Linked DNA regions of Aedes albopictus: region 1 is linked to region 2. A link is a contact called in public Hi-C data. All regions are on one chromosome and are shown on one strand. The core of a region is the stretch at or near the end of the contact, and the rest is flanking DNA. Distances in the headings are between cores, read along the strand shown. Region 1 holds the start of LOC109401894 (clusterin-associated protein 1). Region 2 holds the start of LOC134285056 (mucin-19-like).

Region 1 (3,409 bases), core at 817-3,316, 180 kb after region 2:
TACGAACAACTTTAGTCTGCCCTTGTGTAGAGTCGACTCTCAATGTATCGGTGTTCTACATATCGATATCTCTCTCTTTCTCGATGGTTTTATCGGTCCCTTCATTCTGCTTACATTTTTCCTCTCTACATGTCAATATCCTCTCATCTCGATGTCTCTCTATCTATCTAGATGCGATTTCGTTCGTTTTTGTTCTAGATTTTCTCTCTATATGTCGATATACCCATTTTCACGGGTTACTAGACCTTTTTTCCTAAATGCAAAACATTCTGTTTAGGCGAAGTGACATCTGTTTGTTGTCGGTTTTTCCTAGTTACTGAGGTTCTAGTGTGCATTACGAGCTGGTTCTTCAATATGATCTCTCACTATCTCGATGGTCCCTTCAATATCGAAACATGGAAAGTCGACTGTAATAGCATAGGTCTGAGGTCTGATTCTTATTCGTGCTATCCACTTCGATTTCAAAGACAATTTGTTCAGTTCCAACTAAATCATATTCATTACCAGATTCCATACCGATAGATTATATTCCATATAAACTATTGCAGAGTGATTGAAATGTGTGCTGTTTTGTTAAAAACCAGCACAAGAATGAAAATGTATTTCTGACAGTAGGGTGACGGATTATCATCGACTACTATGATTGCTTGTTCTAATATCAACGAATTGATCTTTCGTTGTTATCATTGGTGATGCAAATCTGGCTTCGGTTGTCATCCTGCACTCCATTGACCTCGGTCGCTTGATCCCATGATGCGATAAACACTAGATAGATATCTGCAAATGAGTATTACCTTCACCGAGCGTTGAAAACCATTCGCCTGGTCAGCGAACAACAGCGCAAGAACAACGCAGAGGAAGGTGCCAATTTGCAAGCAATGAACACCGTCCGGTCCGGTTGGTCTGCCTATCGCTGTCTCCGCCTTGCACCACCGTCTGACACTATGTATGTTGCGATCGTTGTATTCTATCCCATCCAAGTGACCCGACGACGATGTCTGATGATCACTTGCACTTGATTCGATAGCACCGTTGTCGTCGTCGTCGCCTGCTCTGATGCAAGGACAGCCACTCACGAAGAGCTAGAGCGCTTATTAGCGCTTCTCACGATGATGATGGTCGTCGGTGAGCCAATCAACACCCCACAGAGTCCTTGACGAATCCTTCAAGATCTTTCACTTTCCCTGTTGTTTCCAGAAATCTCGACCCCCGATTTCCGCCCAATCACTGTCGCGCCTCTTCCCCCCGTGCACCCCGATTCCACCGGGATTCAACCTCTCGACCCAGTTGTCGATGAAGCAACAAATGACTTCAATTTTTTCGCACTTGTTACCTCTCCCTTCGGCTGCCCAAACACACACCCTTGCACTGCACACTACACACATCAAAACACTAGCACCACCTGCGCCACTTCAGTCGTCGGCCCCAAAACAACACTTCCTCTTGCTAGCCTTGTATTTCACAACATCCAACACCCTCGGGGGAACCGTTTTCACGCGAAATCCGTCCAATTTTCGACTTCGTTCCGACCGCACTGCCCTTCCGTCGAAGGTTCTGTATCTCACACTGCTCAATCACACTGCACCCCGCGCGCAGATAAAAGACGACAAGAGTCAATCACACAGGTACACTCCCGTCCAATCCGACGTCGTCGTTCCTTCGTTCGTATCGTTCATTCAGTCGTCCGTCCGTCCGTTCCGTGTGAAAATTTTCAATGTTTTGATTTGACGTTTTGATTTTGCTGCCCTGCTACTGTCCGTCCCTTGTGTCTGCAGAGTCGTCGTGGTGGTCTCTCTTCGCTCTCGCGCGAAGAACGACTCGAACGATCTCGTGACTGTGACTTCATGTCCGGAAATTAATCCAACGTCGAGTGAAACTCACTCGATTTTGTCCCATTGTTGGGCACTACTGTCATAAAATCACTCTCAGCCTCTCTCCAGCTGTACTCTCGCACTCTCCCATAAACAAAAACCGCTCTCTCGCACAACACGTGCCTGAGAACGTGTGTGTGCGCGCGCGAGCATGTTTTGTTGACATCGAACTGCTGTCAAACACTCGGTGACGGATGCCCGAGTAGAAATCGATGCGAGTCCGACAAGTTCGTCCCGTTGTCAAGGCAACCATTGTGGACCCAAACAAGAACGGAAACGGTGTTGAATTCGTTCATCCAGATTTGCAGCTCTCCGATCGGAAGTTAGGTTCCGGATTTAGGCGAAGATGTCGTTTAAAGACGTTCGAGGTAAGTTCCTAAAACCGCAAAGCGTCCTCAGTAGTGTCGAGTAGATTCTCCAGATAATCCAAGTAGACATTGCAGCGATTTTTGAGTAAAATCCTCAGTAATTTCAAGTACAATCCTAATGGATGACGTGTAGATTCTCAGTGTGTTCGAGATTAATTCTCTAGGAATTCGAAGGGAATCCTCAGGTTTTCGTAGTATTCTAGCAAAACCGTCTAGGTTTCGATCATCTTCCGTGGAAACTTAGAGTTGAAGTCTCTGGGATTTCCAGTAGAATTTTCAGAAACTTTTCAGTAGAATCCCCAGATATCGAGTAGAATCGCCAGTGTTTTCGATGAGAATGCTCCTGAGGTTTCGAGTAGAATCCAAGGTAGAATCCTCCTTAGGATTCGAGTAGAATCCTTCTGAGGATTCGAGTAGAATCCTCCCGAAGATTCAAGTAGAATACTCCCCAGAGTTCGAGTAGAATTCGAGTAGAATCCTTCCGAGCATTCGAGTACAATCCTCCAGAGGATTCGAGTAGAATTCTCCCAAAGATTCGACTAGAATCTTCCCGAGGATTCAAGTAGAATCCTCCCGAGGATTCAAGTAGAATCCTCCCGAGGATTCAAGTAGAATCCTCCCGAGGATTCGAGTAGAATCCTCCCGAGGATTCGAGTAGAATCCTCCCGAGGATTCGAGTAGAATCCTCCCGAGGATTCGAGTAGAATCCTCCCGAGGATTCGAGTAGAATCCTCCCGAGGATTCGAGTAGAATCCTCCCGAGGATTCGAGTAGAATCCTCCGAGGATTCGAGTAGAATCCTCCCGAGGATTCGAGTAGAATCCTCCCGAGGATTCGAGTAGAATCCTCCCGAGGATTCGAGTAGAATCCTCCCGAGGATTCGAGTAGAATCCTCCCGAGGATTCGAGTAGAATCCTCCCGAGGATTCGAGTAGAATCCTCCCGAGGATTCGAGTAGAATCCTCCCGAGGATTCGAGTAGAATCCTCCCGAGGATTCGAGTAGAATCCTCCCGAGGATTCGAGTAGAATCCTCCCGAGGATTCGAGTAGAATCCTCCCGAGGATTCGAGTAGAATCCTCCCGATGATTCGAGTAGAATCCTTCCGAGGATTCGAGTAGAATCCTTCCGAGGATTCGAGTAGAATCCTTCCGAGGATTCGAGTAGAATCCTT
Region 2 (3,434 bases), core at 454-2,953:
TTTCCTATGATTAATTTTCTGATATCGATTTGTTTTAGCTAGATTATTACGACTGTTTTATGTGAATACCTGTATGTGTGAGCATTGTTTACTAATTTGCGGAATTGCTACAAGCAAGGACCGTTCCAAAGGGAAACATGCTCCATATTGGCTAGTATGTTTTGAATGGGTAAGAAACAATAATGTAAGATTTATACATAAAAAAAACCTCAAAAAAGTGTATTGGCATAAGATATTTCCTTCGTTTCGCACAAAAGTTCCCGGTAACTTCGATAAGAATTCGATTCGGGTGCAATAATCAGTCGTTGGTCACTAGATCGGTATTGCGCATTTCAAAACATTTGAAATTTATTGTCAGAACTCTTGTTTCTGCTGGAAAGATGAGACGCGCGCTGATTATTGCACGGCACCGCTGCTCCTTTGGACCCTCCTGATGCTCCACCTAGTAGTTATACATCCCGTCCACGAGGAAGTCCATCCGGCGGTAGTGCCGGGTTAGCCAGAACTCCTTCGCTCGCCGGTAGGACAGCAGGAACAGACCCATCAGCAGGGGAATCGCAAAGATTAGCGTCACCACCGGGACCACGTACTCCCGGTGACCTCGGGGCGGTCCCATCAACGCCGGAGGGATGTACTCCTGCGAGAGTTCCACCAGGGGTTCATCGACGTGCAGCCGTCCGTTGGCGTCGCTCGCCGAGGAGGAGGATCCCGCGTTGTAGCCGGGTTTGGCCGCTTGGAGAAGTTTCGGTTCGTCATCCACGGAGTAGGTTATTTTTGGCTTCTTTGGAGGTTTTGTCGTAGTTGTTGTTGTGGTGGTGGTTGTTGTTGTAGTCGACGTTGTTGTCGTTGTCGTCGTCGTCGTCGTCGTCGAAGGAGTTGTGGATGTTGTTGAACTCGCAGTCGAGTTCGCAACAACCGCTGGAAGCTCAACGCTGGAAGTAGCGTTCGTAGCAGGCACCGACGTAGTTGCTTTCGTTTTCGCAACCGTAGTCGAGTTGACGACGGCGGCGCCGCCTACTACAACTGGATTGCTGATGTTAACCTGCGGCACTGGCGGCGGTGGTTGCTGCGATTTGGACGCCGCCGTTGTAACATTGCTCAGTTGTTGCGCTTCGCTGGCTTTCGGCGCTGTTGCAGCAACACTAGGTGTCGAGGTCGTAGTCGTAGTTCCATTCATGTCTACGCCTTTCCTCGCGAAGATTCGACCCCGCTTCGAGTGCTCCTGACTGCTGTCTCCATGATATGGGCTGTCCCCCAACGCTTGAATCACTTGCGATACAGTCGCATTCAGTTCACGCCCTTTGCTCAGGGATTCCCTTGGGGAATCCCCACTGTTCGCAATATCCCCAGAATTCACCAGAAACACCCAACTCAATCCGAACAGCAGCCAGAAAATGGCCTTGCCGTACTCCATTGTTGCGTTTAAAACTGGTACTGCGTTGTCACTGCACTGATGATGCCTTCGATCGACTCGAAGGGTCAATATCGCATAGTTAAAGTTCCAAATTTAACACTTTTTTCCAGTCGAATTGTCTCACATCCGTGTCACTGTACGGCACTACGATTTTTGCAATGATTTTGACAGAAACAGAAGTGCTGTATCGCGAAGTAGGCGATTAACAGTGTTCAAACACACATTCGTCTCGGGCTACTATGTGTGCGGTTTTGTTATGGCACTGACTGATTGGTGCAATAAAACTTCGTGTGCTCTCGCTACGGCTTGAATCACATAGTCATGAATGGATATTTGTATGGTTGTGCTCAATGCGTGATAACCAAGCAGCAAGGCTAGGAAAAGAGAGGAAGTAGAACGAACGGAGCATGTTTTCGTTTTTATTTTTGTTTTGACTATGGCGCTGTTTGTATTGAATAGGGTTAGGACGCCTTGATCTAACCTTCGCTCATGTTGAGGTTAAATTATTCGTTTAATTGTGGATTCATGCTAAAATCTACACGTGTTCATCCATAACATTCATTTTTTAACGAATATAATTGAGATTTGTAAATACATCTGGTTTTGGCAAGCATCTTTCGAATCAATCCTTATCAGAAGTAGAAATTGCCATGACATGAGCAGCTTCCTTTACCCTTCGATTACCTTCTGGCACGGGTCGTCGTATACAACTACTCTACTTGTGAATGTGTGTTAGAGCTATACTTCTACACCGTACGCAGCCACTTTGAACGAGGGGCAAGTTGTGGTTGAATTAAGGGTTCTTCATTATTTCGGAAATGAACGTTGAAAGGTCGGTTTTGCCTATAACCCTAATGAGTCTGCATTTGTTTTTGTTTTTCAGTTGTGGTGATTTGGGAACCGTCTTGTCAGGTCGTTGTTCAGGTCTTTCTTCAATTCTAAGTCGTCTAGGGACCTCAGGAGAGATTTAGGGACAACTCCAGGTGCCAACTTTGTTGTGACGATCAAGGTAGGCTGCTCCAGCTAACACTGAACAGCCTGCAACGAAATGCTCGATCGTTTCTAGAAAAATACTGAATTGCACTTCCTACTGCGGTCCTCCGTCACGTCTTCGTGCAATATGTCCCGCCGATAATTCTTCGTCCGCAATAACCCGGTCCTGGATGGCCATCATGATAACACCGACGAACCGACGTGCCAGCTAGTGCAAAGGTTCTTGAAATTCTCGTCCAAAATTTTAAAATAAAAACCGTTGTAAACTAGCGCCATCTTCGAATGAGTGTAATCAGTTTCGTACCTTTTAATTCCGCCCTATGTTGCTTATCCTTTGACAGATACGCGTATTTCGACTACCACTTGTAATCTTCCTCAGTGTCAGTTATCCACTAAGCGCCACGATGTTGCCACTTGTGTTGTCGATTTCAAAATGCCGTTAAATTCCTTACACAGTTTCGGAACTGGACTTGGATGTTTCTTCTCTGTGGTGAAGCTACAGATTGATAATACTGTCCATCGCACCAGGGTGCGATGACGTCACGTTTTCGATTCCCGCATCTTGTACCAATGTTTAGGGAACTCAAATGCATTGTCAATGGGGGAACCCAATTGATGTTGGCTGCAAACAATCCTATTGGGATAGGGATGTCATATACGTGGTCCATCGTGTGTTTTTGTTTACACAGCGTTTGATCAAGACGTCGCGACGCCGGCTGTATAAATGTCATGACGGGCTAAACGTCACTTTCAATTTGACACTCGCGATCACTGCTATTTGAATTTACCGTGTAATGTTTTCGGTCAACTCTCGGAATCGAGTGGCACGTCGGTTTAGTCGATGATGAAACCTTCTCTTTCCGAGATGAGGTCACCCCGCACCAGTCACGTGTTTGACGCTGCTTTATCGATGTGCTCGAGCTCCAGTTGTTGGGTGTAAGTCCTATGTAACTCCTTCTGTTTCCACCAGGCCCCTGACACGGCCTATATCAATGCAATGGAATCATGGTAGACGGGATGTCCTGGG

The links. Hi-C and Micro-C count contacts between places; a contact is called where the count stands out from the background.
Region 1: a Hi-C map of embryo shows a contact between it and region 2, with 8 times the contacts expected there. The contact joins the promoter of LOC109401894 here to the promoter of LOC134285056 in region 2. A contact is called at or near these places in 2 of 3 Hi-C or Micro-C datasets (embryo and whole body).

Annotation. Positions count from the first base shown.
Region 1 is chr1:65,967,924-65,971,332 of AalbF5, forward strand. LOC109401894 (clusterin-associated protein 1) reads left to right here and starts at 2,067. Exons shown (of 3, transcript XM_019674504.3): 1 at 2,067-2,239. The coding sequence starts at 2,218.
Region 2 is chr1:65,790,588-65,794,021 of AalbF5, forward strand. LOC134285056 (mucin-19-like) reads right to left here and starts at 1,704. Exons shown (of 1, transcript XM_062845054.1): 1 at 1-1,704. The coding sequence starts at 1,414. The coding sequence ends at 443.